Linked DNA regions of Mus musculus: regions 2, 3 and 4 are each linked to region 1. The links are chromatin contacts, called in public ChIA-PET and promoter capture Hi-C maps. All regions are on one chromosome and are shown on one strand. The core of a region is the stretch at or near the end of the contact, and the rest is flanking DNA. Distances in the headings are between cores, read along the strand shown. Region 1 holds the start of Ubc (ubiquitin C). Region 2 overlaps Ncor2 (nuclear receptor co-repressor 2). Region 3 overlaps Ncor2 (nuclear receptor co-repressor 2). Region 4 overlaps Ncor2 (nuclear receptor co-repressor 2).

Region 1 (2,700 bases), core at 187-2,686:
GGTTATGAAACCACAGCAGTCCCGGATTCAGTTTCAGAATGGTAATATAGCAAGTTACTACTGCAAAACTAAGTCTGAGCCCATGCCTATCGCTGACCTCAGCACTGGGGACACTGAGGTGGGCAGATCTCTAACTGGAAGGTCAGCCAGAGACAGTGTAATCCTGCCTCAACTCTCCTTCCCCCAAAAGAACACCAAACTTTTGTCTGAACGATTAAAATTAGTCTGGAGTGGTGGTACTGGCCTTGGACCTCATCACATGGGGTGGTAGAGGCAGAGATTTTGACAGTTTAAAAAAAAACACCCTTGTCGCAGGACAATGGTGGTGCCTTTCGTCCCAACACTTGGGAGGCAGAGGCAGGAGGATTTCTGGGTTCGAGGCCAGCCTGATCTACAGAGTGAGATGCGGGACAGCCAGGACTACATAGAGAAACCGTCTCGAACCCCCCCCCCAAAAGTTTCAGTAGTCATAGTTGTACAGCGACATTCTTAAAACGAAACAGGACAAGAATGGCTCACATTTCCCCTCTGAATTTCCGGTTCCTGTTTACTCTGGAGAGGCTACCGGAGGCCGAGACCCAAACCCTGTCCTACAACCGAGGGAAAGCTAAAGTCAAGATAGTGACGTCACTATCCATTAGGAGGCCACGCAACCCGCGACGTCACAGGGGGCGGCAGGCCAGGCAGGCTGAACCGCCGCCCAACCCCCTTCCGGTCTCGATCGCACTTCCGTCTTTCAGCAAACGAACGGACGAACGCCGGGCCAATCGACCTCTCGGGCCAGCCCAATATCCACGGCTCTCACAGCAGAGGCTCCTACGGCGCGCAACCCTAATTCAGTCCCCACCCCACAGTCTCCGACGTCCCCGGCTTAACCGGAGGGCAGCGGCCTCGCGGGCCTTTTTCCTCCCCCAACCTCGTCCTGCGCGTCAGAGCCCCGCGTCTTCCCCCTCAGGCTTCCATCTGGCCGCCATCTTGCCGCCCAGTCCTCTGCCTCGGGGCAGCCGCGGTCCGCGCGGGCCACGGAAACCAAACGTCTGGGCCGCGGGGCTGCCTCTCGCCCCGTCTCGCCTCCAGCCTCCCGTCCCCGACCGGGTGCGGCGGCTTTCTCCTCACCAGCGGTGGTGGCGGCAGTCCTCACACAGCAGACGGAACTCGCAGTCTCCACGGAACTAGCTGCGGCACGCCCGGCGTCTCTTTATATAGTCACCGAAGCCCCGCCCCCCCCCTTCCGCGCGGTCCCTCCGCGGGCAATGCGGTCAGGGACTACTTTGTAACGCCGGGTCCAGTCTCGGCAGCGAAAGCGACAGGCTAAAACTATCAAGGTACCTCTCTCACGGAGTTGTTTCACGGTGGCGTCCAGAGATTGAGGGGCTTTGTGTGGGAGGGCAGGGCTGTGACCTCGGGCGACTCCGCGGAGGGATCAGCGCGCGTGAGACGATCGGCACGAAAACACGGCTGGGATCACTGAGGCCGGAGCGGGCCTTGGCGCAGGCGCCCTGCGGCTTCGCGGCCTGGCGCCCCTAGTCAGGCCACCACCCCCCACCCCCCCTGTTTTCTTTCCGCGCTAGGGGGACCCAGGGCTTTGGCTCCTGTCACACTGGGATCCCATTGGTGACCTCGCCTCCTCAATCCCCTCATCCCCGGCGGGTCACTATGCCCAGCCCTCACTGTTTTGGCACAGTGACAGGGTGGATGACTGTGCAAATCTCCTAACAAGGAAAATGACAAAGGGTTTTTAATAAATTTAAAAAAAAAAAATACGAAGGAGGGAATCTCTCCCCGATTTGGAAAAACGAATCTGAGTTTGTCAAGGAAAGCAGACAGTCTACACAGTTCTTGAAAACTGTTGGCATTAGATCTGAAGCCCAGCAGAACCTGATCTTTCCAGATTTTTCCTAAACCTTGTGTCCTTGGATTCGAGAAGGTTCTATGTTTTCTATGTGCTTGTCACTAAGTAAAGGTCAAAATTTCCAAATGTTGTTCATATTTGTTGTTCATATTCTGAGACTGAACCCACTGAAGCCCTGATTTTTAAATTTTTGTTGTTCAGATGGGGGTTTCTCTGTGTAGCCCTGCCTGTCCTGGAATATGCTATGTAGACCAGGCTGGTCTCAAGTTTATATAGGTCCTCCTGCCTCTGCCTCCCAAGTATGGTCTACAGATCAAGTTCCAGAATGGCCAGGGCTACACTTGACTTGAAAAACCAAAAACCAAACAAAAAACCCCCACAAAAACAAAAAAGCACAAATGTGCACGTGTAGTACAATGTTCAGATTACAGCAAGCATATATCCCACTTATACGAATCAAATTATTCAGGGTTTTTTTTGTTTTGTTTTGTTTTGTTTTTTTTTTTTTGGTTTTTTGAGACAGGGTTTCTCTGTGTAGCCCTGACTGTCCTGGAACTCACTTTGTAGACCAGGCTGGCCCCGAACTCAGAAATCCACCTGCCTCTGCCTCCAAAGTGCTGGGATTAAAGGCCTGCGCCACCACTGCCCAGCTCAGGTTTTTGAAATGTAAGGCCTAAGACCTTAGAAGGTAAGAATTGAATCCCTGATGGGGAGAGATGGCTCCCCAGTAGGAACAGGTCTTTTTCCAGAGTACATGAATTCAATACCCAGCAACCCTGTCAGGCAGCTAGCTTGTGACTCCAGCTTCAGGAGGGTCCAATGTCCCTAGGGACACTTTCACATACATG
Region 2 (2,700 bases), core at 61-2,560, 280 kb before region 1:
AAAAGCCACTCGTTGGTCTTGAGGACAGATGTGTTCCAGATGCACGAGGCCTTGGGCTGCCTGACCACAGGAACACTGGAGGCAAGAGCCTGTCCTGCCTCTTCCTAGGAAGGAAGGGGGATTAAAATGTAATCCTATTGATCGCAGGGAATGCTAGGCTCTGCTGTTGTTCCTCGGGGAAAGCTGGGGAGCCTGCTCCAGGCTCCGTGAAGGCAGAGGAACAAGCATGGGTGTGTGACACATCTCCAGGCCCTCCTCCTAAGGCTGTGATACAGGCCTTAGCTAGCACAAGGCCGGGGACAGGGGGACATCAGAGTAGAGAGAAAGAGCAGAGGGACCTCCCTTAAAGAGGGACAGCAGAACAAAGAGCAAGATAAAGGCAGCCTTGGGAACAAATGTCCAATGTGGCTAGAGAGCCACACTCCTCTGACCATCTCCGCCACCGTCAAGCAAGTTCAATCTTGCTTCTGAGTCCCAGCCCCAAATCTAACCTGCTGTGCAATCTCACGCAGGTCTCCTGCCCTCTCTGAGCCCCAGTATCTTCCCTAAGCAATAAAGAACACCTACTTACATCCTAAGCTATGGAACCTGAGGCACAAGACTTGTCTGGCCCACATTCCTCTCTGGGCTTTGGTTTCTCACTCGCAGAGAATCCAGGCAGTCAAAAGCTCAAAAGCCCAAAGCTCCAAAAATCAGGCCCTGCCTGCAGCTCACGAGCCCAGTTCAAATCCCACAGTTCCTGCACCGTGGCTGCGTGACTCTGAGCACTCCCCATCTCTGGGTCTGTCTCTCCAGGTGTGAGATGGAAACGCCTACGATGCACACCTTCCTAGGACCAGCCAGGCAGCCACCTGCCAGTATTAATAGTGATATCACCAAGCGTGTCACTGGATCCGCTAGGCAGATATGAGGTGACAGTGCATCTCAGTGGCCGGCAGGCCCCCTCGCTCTCCTCCAGCCTGAGGCCAATGCCAACGCTATGCATGGCCCATGGTCCACCCTCCCCACCCGCTCGCCAGCCTCCACGGTGATAGGGAACTCATGGTTCAATGACTTGCTCCTGTGGGCCGTACCCGGTTCTCATCGTAGATGATCTGGACCAGGCTTCGGTGCTTTGATTCTATGGGTGGTGGCGACACAGGCTTCTCGGGTTCGGGCGGCTTGGCGGCCTCCTCCTCCAACTGTTGCTGCGGGAAAGGGGAGAACATGAGCGGTGAAGGCCGGAAGCTGAGGCACTGTTCCCCCCACTTGCCCGTAGCCACACACAGGAAGTCAGGCTGATCGCCATTTCCTATGAGTCACCCAGAGACTCGGTGCCCTGCTTGGCAGGGATCCCTGGTGGCTGAGCCTCCAGGCTCCAAGAGAGGCCACAGGCACAGAGTGAAGGCCTCAACCAGGAGCACTACACTTCTGCCCCGTACACCCACACAGCCTGTTGAGAAGTTACTCAGTGTCTCTGAACTTCCTACTCCTTTCCCTGGAAACAAAGAGTCCCTAATCTTCTAAGGACTAAACCAGGAGCTACATGGAGAGGGCTGGGAGAGGCAGAAAGGAAGAAAGACTGGTGACAGACAAAGCTTTCCACCAGCATCAGAATCACAATCATCTTCACCATCACCATGATCAACACCATCATTGCCACCATTACCACAGCCACAACCATTACCACCATCACCATTACCGCAATCAGCAGCAGCACCCAATCGCTACCATCAGATCATCACCACCATCATCGCCACCACCCATCGCTGCCGCTATCACCTTCATTACTATCATGAACACCACCATCATGAACACCACCATCACCATCCTACCACCACCATCACTGACCATCAACATCATTACCACCATTAATATTAGCATCATCATTAAAACACCCCCACCCCCGCTCATCACCAATGACCACTACCACCACTACCTCCATTACCATTGCATCTATCACCATCCTAACAAACACCAGCAGCAGCAGCAGTACCACCACCACCCTCGTACCCATCACTATCACCATCACCATCCATCACATCCATTTTACCATCTCAACTTTCACCATCACCAACATCACTAGCATCATCATCATCAACAGCAGCACATGCCTGTGTCTTCACACTGGACCCCTCATCCATCTCCTATCTGGCATCCCTTCCTGCTGCTGCTGTCCGCTCTACTCCAAAGTCAGGAGCCAAGAGCAAAGAATTCAAGACTCCACGGGAAGCCAATGCCTAATGTGACCTACAGAGGGCGCCATGAGTGCGATCAGCGCACGGTCCACTCTGCTTACTATGTGCATTCAGCGAGCATGTTCGGTCACACAGGAACAGAGTTTTATGGCCCGGGAAACAAGGAGATGATGAGGCAGGAACAATCAGCACTGAGGCCAGAAGAGCCAAGCTGCCTTGGTCCTGCAGTGACCCCTGGTGGCAGCTCTCACAGATCAGCCCAAAAAATAAATAAATAAAGACAAAAAACCAGGAAGTCTAAGGAGTAGAGAAGGTGAAAGGGTGAAGACCAATGTCTTGGCTACAGCCCTGACCAGACAGCACACCTCTCAGCCTGAAGTCAGACTTTCATTCCATCGCCCAGGGTTCTAGAGTCACTGCGCCTCTCTGACCCTCAGCATCTTCCTCAGTGTGACCTGGCAGTCACCCACACTCCCATAACGGTGACTGGAAGATCCAAAACCACACTGCACAACAGTCCTGG
Region 3 (2,700 bases), core at 104-2,603, 370 kb before region 1:
CAGGCTGGGGTGTCACAACATGTACAGATGGGTATGGATGGATGTAGAGGGGCCCCAGGCCCCAGGATGGAGCAGATCAACTGACTCAGTGCAAAGACTGGAAGCCCTCTCAGCCCTGCTTCGAGAGTTGGTTTAAATGTCACCCTGTCACAAATGAGGTAAGGGAGCCTCACCTGAAGAGCTGTCCCAACGGTTTTGATGTGGGAAGGCACACCTGGATTGTGGGCAGCACCTTCAGGCAGCAGCCAGGTACAAAAGGAACTGCCAGGAAGGCGATCACCTCGCCCTTCACTCAGAGCGGCTCTGCCTCATTGATAGCACTGCTAACCCCATGGCTGACGGTACAGCCAGGCTAAGCTTTCCTGGCGGCCTGGGGACCAGCGGCTCTCTAGAAACCTTCTGAGCTTCCAGGTGCCAGATTGGCACTCTTACTCAGTGACTTAAGGGTCATCGCCTTGCAGTGAGAGGCAAGCTGTTCTGGGACAACTCTGAGGCACTCAGGTCCAAGGACCACACAAACTGTTCTCAGCATCGTGGGTGGGGCTTGGCTGTGTTACTATTTTAAAGCTCACTCAAGGAGCTGGAGAGATGTGTTCGGGGGTGCCCTTCCAGAAGACCCAGGGTTCAGTTCCTGGCACCCACATTGGTGGCTCACGAGCACCTGTCTCTAGTCTGAGCTCTGCAGATACCAGGCAAGCACTGTGGTGCAGATATACACAAAGACCAAACATTATAACACATGTGAAATATAAATAAAACAAATATTTTAAAAAGCTTATTCTTAATAAATTCTGCTATACACATATGTATATACACATACATACACGTATGTATATGTTTGTATATATACAAATACACATATATACACATACGTATATATACACATATACACACGTATGTATGTGTAACACACAAATTCCTGAGCAATGGTTCTCAACCTGTGGGTTGCAACCCCTTAGAGGCAGCCCTTTCATAGGGGTGACATATATCAACTATCCTGCATATCAGATATTTATGCTATGATTCACAACAGTAGCAAAACCAGTTATGAAGTAGCAATGAAATCTATGGTCAGGGGGTCACCACAACGCGAGGAACTGTATTCAAGGGTCACAGGAACAGAAAGGTTGAGAGCCACTGCTCTAGAGAACCCTGATTACAACAGGCACCAAGGTGGCAGCAGGGCTCTGTTGGAGTTTCTTAGATCAAACCCAAAGAGGTAGGTGTGGCCATTTCGGTCAGGTTCAAGAATACTTACCGCTGACACAACAGGCAGGATCAAAACAGTGCAGAGCAAGAAGCAAGAGTCCCCAGGACACCCTCACTGTGGGGGGGAAGGGCACACTGTGGGTGTGACTGGCGGAAATTTACACCCACAAGAAAGAACAGGAGAGGCTAAGCCACAGGCAGGGACCCCAATGCCTACTACGAGACAGTAATCTTCACCCCGTAAGTACCACACACTGTCACCGTGAAGAATGCAATGACTACTCTCCTGTGACAAGGGTGAATGCCCAGGACCCTTTTCCACGGGTATGAACACCTCCACATAGTCACCGTATAATACAGGTACTGGCTGGCTTCCCCAACAAGTGTGAACACCCCTGTACGATGACCACTGGTGTGAATGACCAATGGGTCCCCCACCGGTGTGAACATCCAGCAAGGTATCGACGACACAAGTACCTGGTGGCTTCCTCATACGTGTGCATGCAGGATGCCCTCTGGTGGCACTGTACTTAGGGGTCAATGTTCACTGCTCAGTGCTGACTTTAAGGAACACTCCCCTTGACTCCTGTGGCTGCCTGCTGCCCAGTGAGAAGCAGAGTAGAAACGTTGTCACTTGAGTATATTTGCTTTCTAATTGGAACAACATGTGTAAATGACAGAATGCCGCCGTGCACAGAGAGCGGCCACAGAATACGCATCAAGTCCATTTTGCCCAAGGAAGGGGGTGGGGGGGAAGGGCACAGTGCCGTGTGCCGGAGCCCCTGACCCCCAAGTCCTGCGTATGGTGGGGCCACCGCCTTGGCTGGCACGTGCCTCTGAAACAGTAGGTAGAGACCAAAGCACAGCGGCAGAAACACGGGCGAGTCCTTCCTTGTGTGAGACGTCTGAATTAACTCATTGAAGGTATCAAAAATATACCCTGTAAGCCAACACCATTTACACGTGCCTTCCCTCCCGTTGCCACAGCAACAGGCCGGGAAACGGTCCAGTTCCTGCAAGCATCCGTGCCCCAGGCCAGGCCTGGCCCCTTGTGCACCCACCTGGTCTGATGGGCTCCCAGTCTTGTGGGCTGGGTGGCCTTTGGAGACTGCGATGATGACAGCATTAGGGCAGGATAAGCTGGGAACGTCTGTCTGTCCAGAGCGCAAGCGGGCTGGGGGCAGAGGGAGGGGCAGGACCACGCGAGAGTTCAGCTTAGACTTTGGTTCCAAATGCGGTAAGGGGCGAGGCGGTGGCATGGAGGTGCCTGGTCAGCCTGTGGTGGGTCCCCGCTGCCCCAGATGCACGAGTGCGACTGACACACGATTGCTGTCCCCCCCCCTCCTGGCCCGCTGTCCCTCCCCTCCTGTCCACTCCCCTCTCGAGCACCAGGTAAACATCCCCTGAGTGTAAGGTCACTGCGCAGGGCCAGCCCGGGGTGGGAGTCTTAGTTAAGGCTTTAGACAGGCAGGATGCCAGCTCTGGATGGAC
Region 4 (2,700 bases), core at 199-2,698, 340 kb before region 1:
GGGATCAAATGGGGAAAAAAAAAAGGGCACAGGCCAAGTCAGCTGGGTGGGTGATCAGGATTCTATAGGAATCGACACTGGAGTCCTTGTCTAAGTGCAGAGGGAAAAATGATCTAGCATGGGGTAAGCCTCTCTCACCCGGGCAAGGCTCTGGCTGAGAGACGCCTATTTACAAAGGCTCTAGGGTGTGGATGAGCCATACTGTCGTCTTGCTTTTCCCTCAAACCACCTCTACTCCCCACACTCAGGGCCTAGCATCACCCTCCCAGCACAGAAGCATTCAAAACCCTCCCCTGGCTGGACTTCCGTGATCCTCCACTGAGCTGGGTCGAAGCCCAGAGCAGCCGAGGCTTCCCTAAGCTTGGGATTCAAAGCAGCAGTCAGGACATGCACTAGTCTTGAAACGATGTAGCCTGGGGTAAGCCTGATCTAGTATGAGGGACAGAATGTGGTCCAGGCGCCCTCATATCTCAGCTGATGCCCTCCGTGCTGGTCTGGCAACATCCACAGGGCTGTCCGAGCGGAGCACAGGCCAGGAGGGAAGGGGTGTGGTGGGTGGAGACATGCTGCAACTGACCAGCTCTTTCAGGGGAAGATGGCAGCGGGGGTCATAGGTTAGAAAAAAACCACCAAGATCAGAAGCTGGTGACAGACCATAGCTCTGCTACACCTGACTGGTGACATTCTGTCCTGGGAACATAGCAGGACCATGCTCTGAGGCTTGCTGTGTCCATTGTCCCAGGATCCTGGGACACAGAACAAAAGGCAGATGTATGCCTGTCAGTCCATCACTGTCTCTATTGCCAATACTAGGCCACAGACTTGTTCTAAGTATACACAGACCTCGTGGACATTTGACTTGCCACCCCCGCCCACACAGGGTCTGGTCTTGGCACCTCCCAAGAGGCCCAGGCTCCAGTCTGCGGGTGCGAGGATGCTGTGGCATGGGGCTGGGGATCCCCTTCCTTCGTCTATCTTTAGCAACAGGAACTAGGCAGCAGGTTGCAAGGACACTCACAGGAAACGGGAGCCCATCAGCCTGGCAGAGTCATGGACAGACGACAGAGCACACCCTGTGTTTCTAGAGCCTATGGGACACCCGGCCCTGTATAGCCCCAGTGACAAAGGGCTGGTAAGCGTGTGTAAGCGCTGTTTTGGAGATATGAACTCACATCACAGATGGCATTTCCTAAGCACCTACTGCACACCAGCAATCTGCAAGGCGTCAAGTCACACGTACACACAGCTACCCTGCCTGCCACACAGCCGTCACCACTCCAGGCAGCCCCTAACACTTGACATCAGCTCCAGATCACTAGTCCTGCCACTCTGCCTAGTCTAAGTCTGCTTCTCCAGGCCCCACGCCAGCCCCAGGGACTTTACACAGGCTGTTCCCTGCCTGAACACCCTTCCCCCAGAGAGCGAACACTCACTTCCTTCAACGTCATCTCCCCAGAGGCCCTCTCTGATTTCCCTGGGGGATTAACCAATGCTCTGCAAAAACCCTCACTCTCTCTGCATCTCTGTCTCCGCACCTCTGGGGCCACAAGCTGGAAGTTACGGGAGTTACAGCATCTTGACGAGACTTATTCCTCGTCAACTGGGACCTCTGCCTGCTCCAACTGCCTCCCTCCCACAGCTGGAGTAGAGTCACCACACACTCCATAACCACGTCATTCCATAAATGAGCCAACACCAGAGAGGATGACACCGACGACTCAGAGACACAAAGCGCAGAGTCAAGGAGGCCCGCCTGCCAGAGTTCAAATACATCCCTGCCTGGAGCGTCTCCCAGCAGCCACAGAGAGAAGACAGCAGAAGGAAGCAAGGCCGGCAGGGCCAGCGCCCAGATGACACACTGAGCAACCTGGAGGCCGAGCCCTGAGGGCCAGGACACAGACAGAAGGGCAGCCTTTGGCCACACGGAGGGGGAGGGAGACCTCAGAGAGGACAAGGCTGCCAAATGTTACATAACCTGCGACATGCAGGCTCCGCCCAAGCTCCCGGTTTCTGATGAGTCTCCAGCAGCCATGTGCAGGCCAGGCCTGGGATGAGAGGCAGGGACACCCACTGACCTCCTGCCTCCCCTGTTCTCTGGGTGGCTGAGGGTGGCATGCCTTCCTGCTTTCAGACGGGGCCGGGCCAGCAGCCAAAGGCCCTAGCCACTGCTTCAGGACTCAGAGAACAGAAGTGAACCTCTTAGTTCTTGTCATTTTCTTTTTGAGACACGGTCCTGTAGCCTAGGCTGGCCCTGAACTCCTGATCCTCCGGGCTCAAGCATCCTTAGTGCAGCTTGGCCTACCCTCTTTACAGTGGCAGCCTGATGCCGAGTGGGTGAGAACAGACAGCCCAGGTCAGGGGCTGCCACAGGCCAGCTCATACACTCATACAACACGGTACTCGCTCTGTACTTCAGGGGCCTCCGCCTCTGCTCACTGCTCTTATCATGATCCTCAGGACCAGCCAGCCAGCTCTTGAGGTTGCCTGGGGAGAGAATCAGCCCACCTCCTCTACAGGCCTCCGCCAGGGCAGCCACCTGAATGACAAAGCTAAGAACGGGGCAGGGGTCCCCTTTCCTGGGCAGCCTGCCTCCATCCCATTCAGACCAGAGTCACCTCAGCTCAATAGCTCACCATGATTCCCACATCCCACTAAGTAGTAAGCTCCTCCAGACACTCCAACCACGCCTTTGCCCACTAT

Evidence for each region. Promoter capture Hi-C pulls out the DNA fragments that hold promoters and counts their contacts. ChIA-PET counts read pairs in DNA pulled down with a chosen protein or histone mark.
Region 2: an RNA polymerase II ChIA-PET map of memory CD8 T cells shows a contact between it and region 1, with 39 read pairs. The contact joins the enhancer-like site here to the promoter of Ubc in region 1. A contact is called at or near these places in 1 of 39 promoter capture datasets (pre-B cells) and 5 of 115 datasets of contacts at active chromatin or transcription factors (bone marrow-derived macrophages, effector CD8 T cells, embryonic midbrain and 2 more).
Region 3: an RNA polymerase II ChIA-PET map of memory CD8 T cells shows a contact between it and region 1, with 47 read pairs. The contact joins the enhancer-like site here to the promoter of Ubc in region 1. A contact is called at or near these places in 2 of 39 promoter capture datasets (hippocampal neurons and liver), 1 of 484 Hi-C or Micro-C datasets (the HPC-7 cell line) and 5 of 115 datasets of contacts at active chromatin or transcription factors (astrocytes, craniofacial prominence, embryonic forebrain and 2 more).
Region 4: a contact with region 1 is called in a promoter capture Hi-C map of pre-B cells, with 2.3 times the contacts expected there. The contact joins the enhancer-like site here to the promoter of Ubc in region 1. A contact is called at or near these places in 2 of 39 promoter capture datasets (the C10 cell line and pre-B cells), 1 of 484 Hi-C or Micro-C datasets (the N1E-115 cell line) and 4 of 115 datasets of contacts at active chromatin or transcription factors (bone marrow-derived dendritic cells, effector CD8 T cells, heart atrium and 1 more).

What each region holds. Positions count from the first base shown.
Region 1 is chr5:125,388,581-125,391,280 of GRCm38.p6, forward strand. It overlaps Ubc (ubiquitin C), which reads right to left and starts at 1,437. Exons shown (of 2, transcript NM_019639.4): 1 at 1,330-1,437.
Region 2 is chr5:125,105,126-125,107,825 of GRCm38.p6, forward strand. It overlaps Ncor2 (nuclear receptor co-repressor 2), which reads right to left. Exons shown (of 47, transcript NM_011424.3): 6 at 1,074-1,187. Among named protein-coding and RNA genes, the nearest start is that of Ncor2, 73 kb to the right of the region's middle. Within about 2 kb of position 1,311, at least 117 of the 459 cell types and tissues checked have an H3K27ac peak or open chromatin away from gene starts, as enhancers often do. A contact at or near this core is called in bone marrow-derived macrophages, effector CD8 T cells, memory CD8 T cells and 1 more, where this site is marked.
Region 3 is chr5:125,015,323-125,018,022 of GRCm38.p6, forward strand. It overlaps Ncor2 (nuclear receptor co-repressor 2), which reads right to left. Exons shown (of 47, transcript NM_011424.3): 47 at 1,831-2,700. Among named protein-coding and RNA genes, the nearest start is that of Rflna, 13 kb to the left of the region's middle. Within about 2 kb of position 1,354, at least 25 of the 459 cell types and tissues checked have an H3K27ac peak or open chromatin away from gene starts, as enhancers often do. A contact at or near this core is called in memory CD8 T cells, where this site is marked.
Region 4 is chr5:125,051,418-125,054,117 of GRCm38.p6, forward strand. All of the region lies in intron 18 of Ncor2 (nuclear receptor co-repressor 2), which reads right to left. Among named protein-coding and RNA genes, the nearest start is that of Rflna, 49 kb to the left of the region's middle. Within about 2 kb of position 1,449, at least 187 of the 459 cell types and tissues checked have an H3K27ac peak or open chromatin away from gene starts, as enhancers often do. A contact at or near this core is called in the N1E-115 cell line, bone marrow-derived dendritic cells, heart atrium and 2 more, where this site is marked.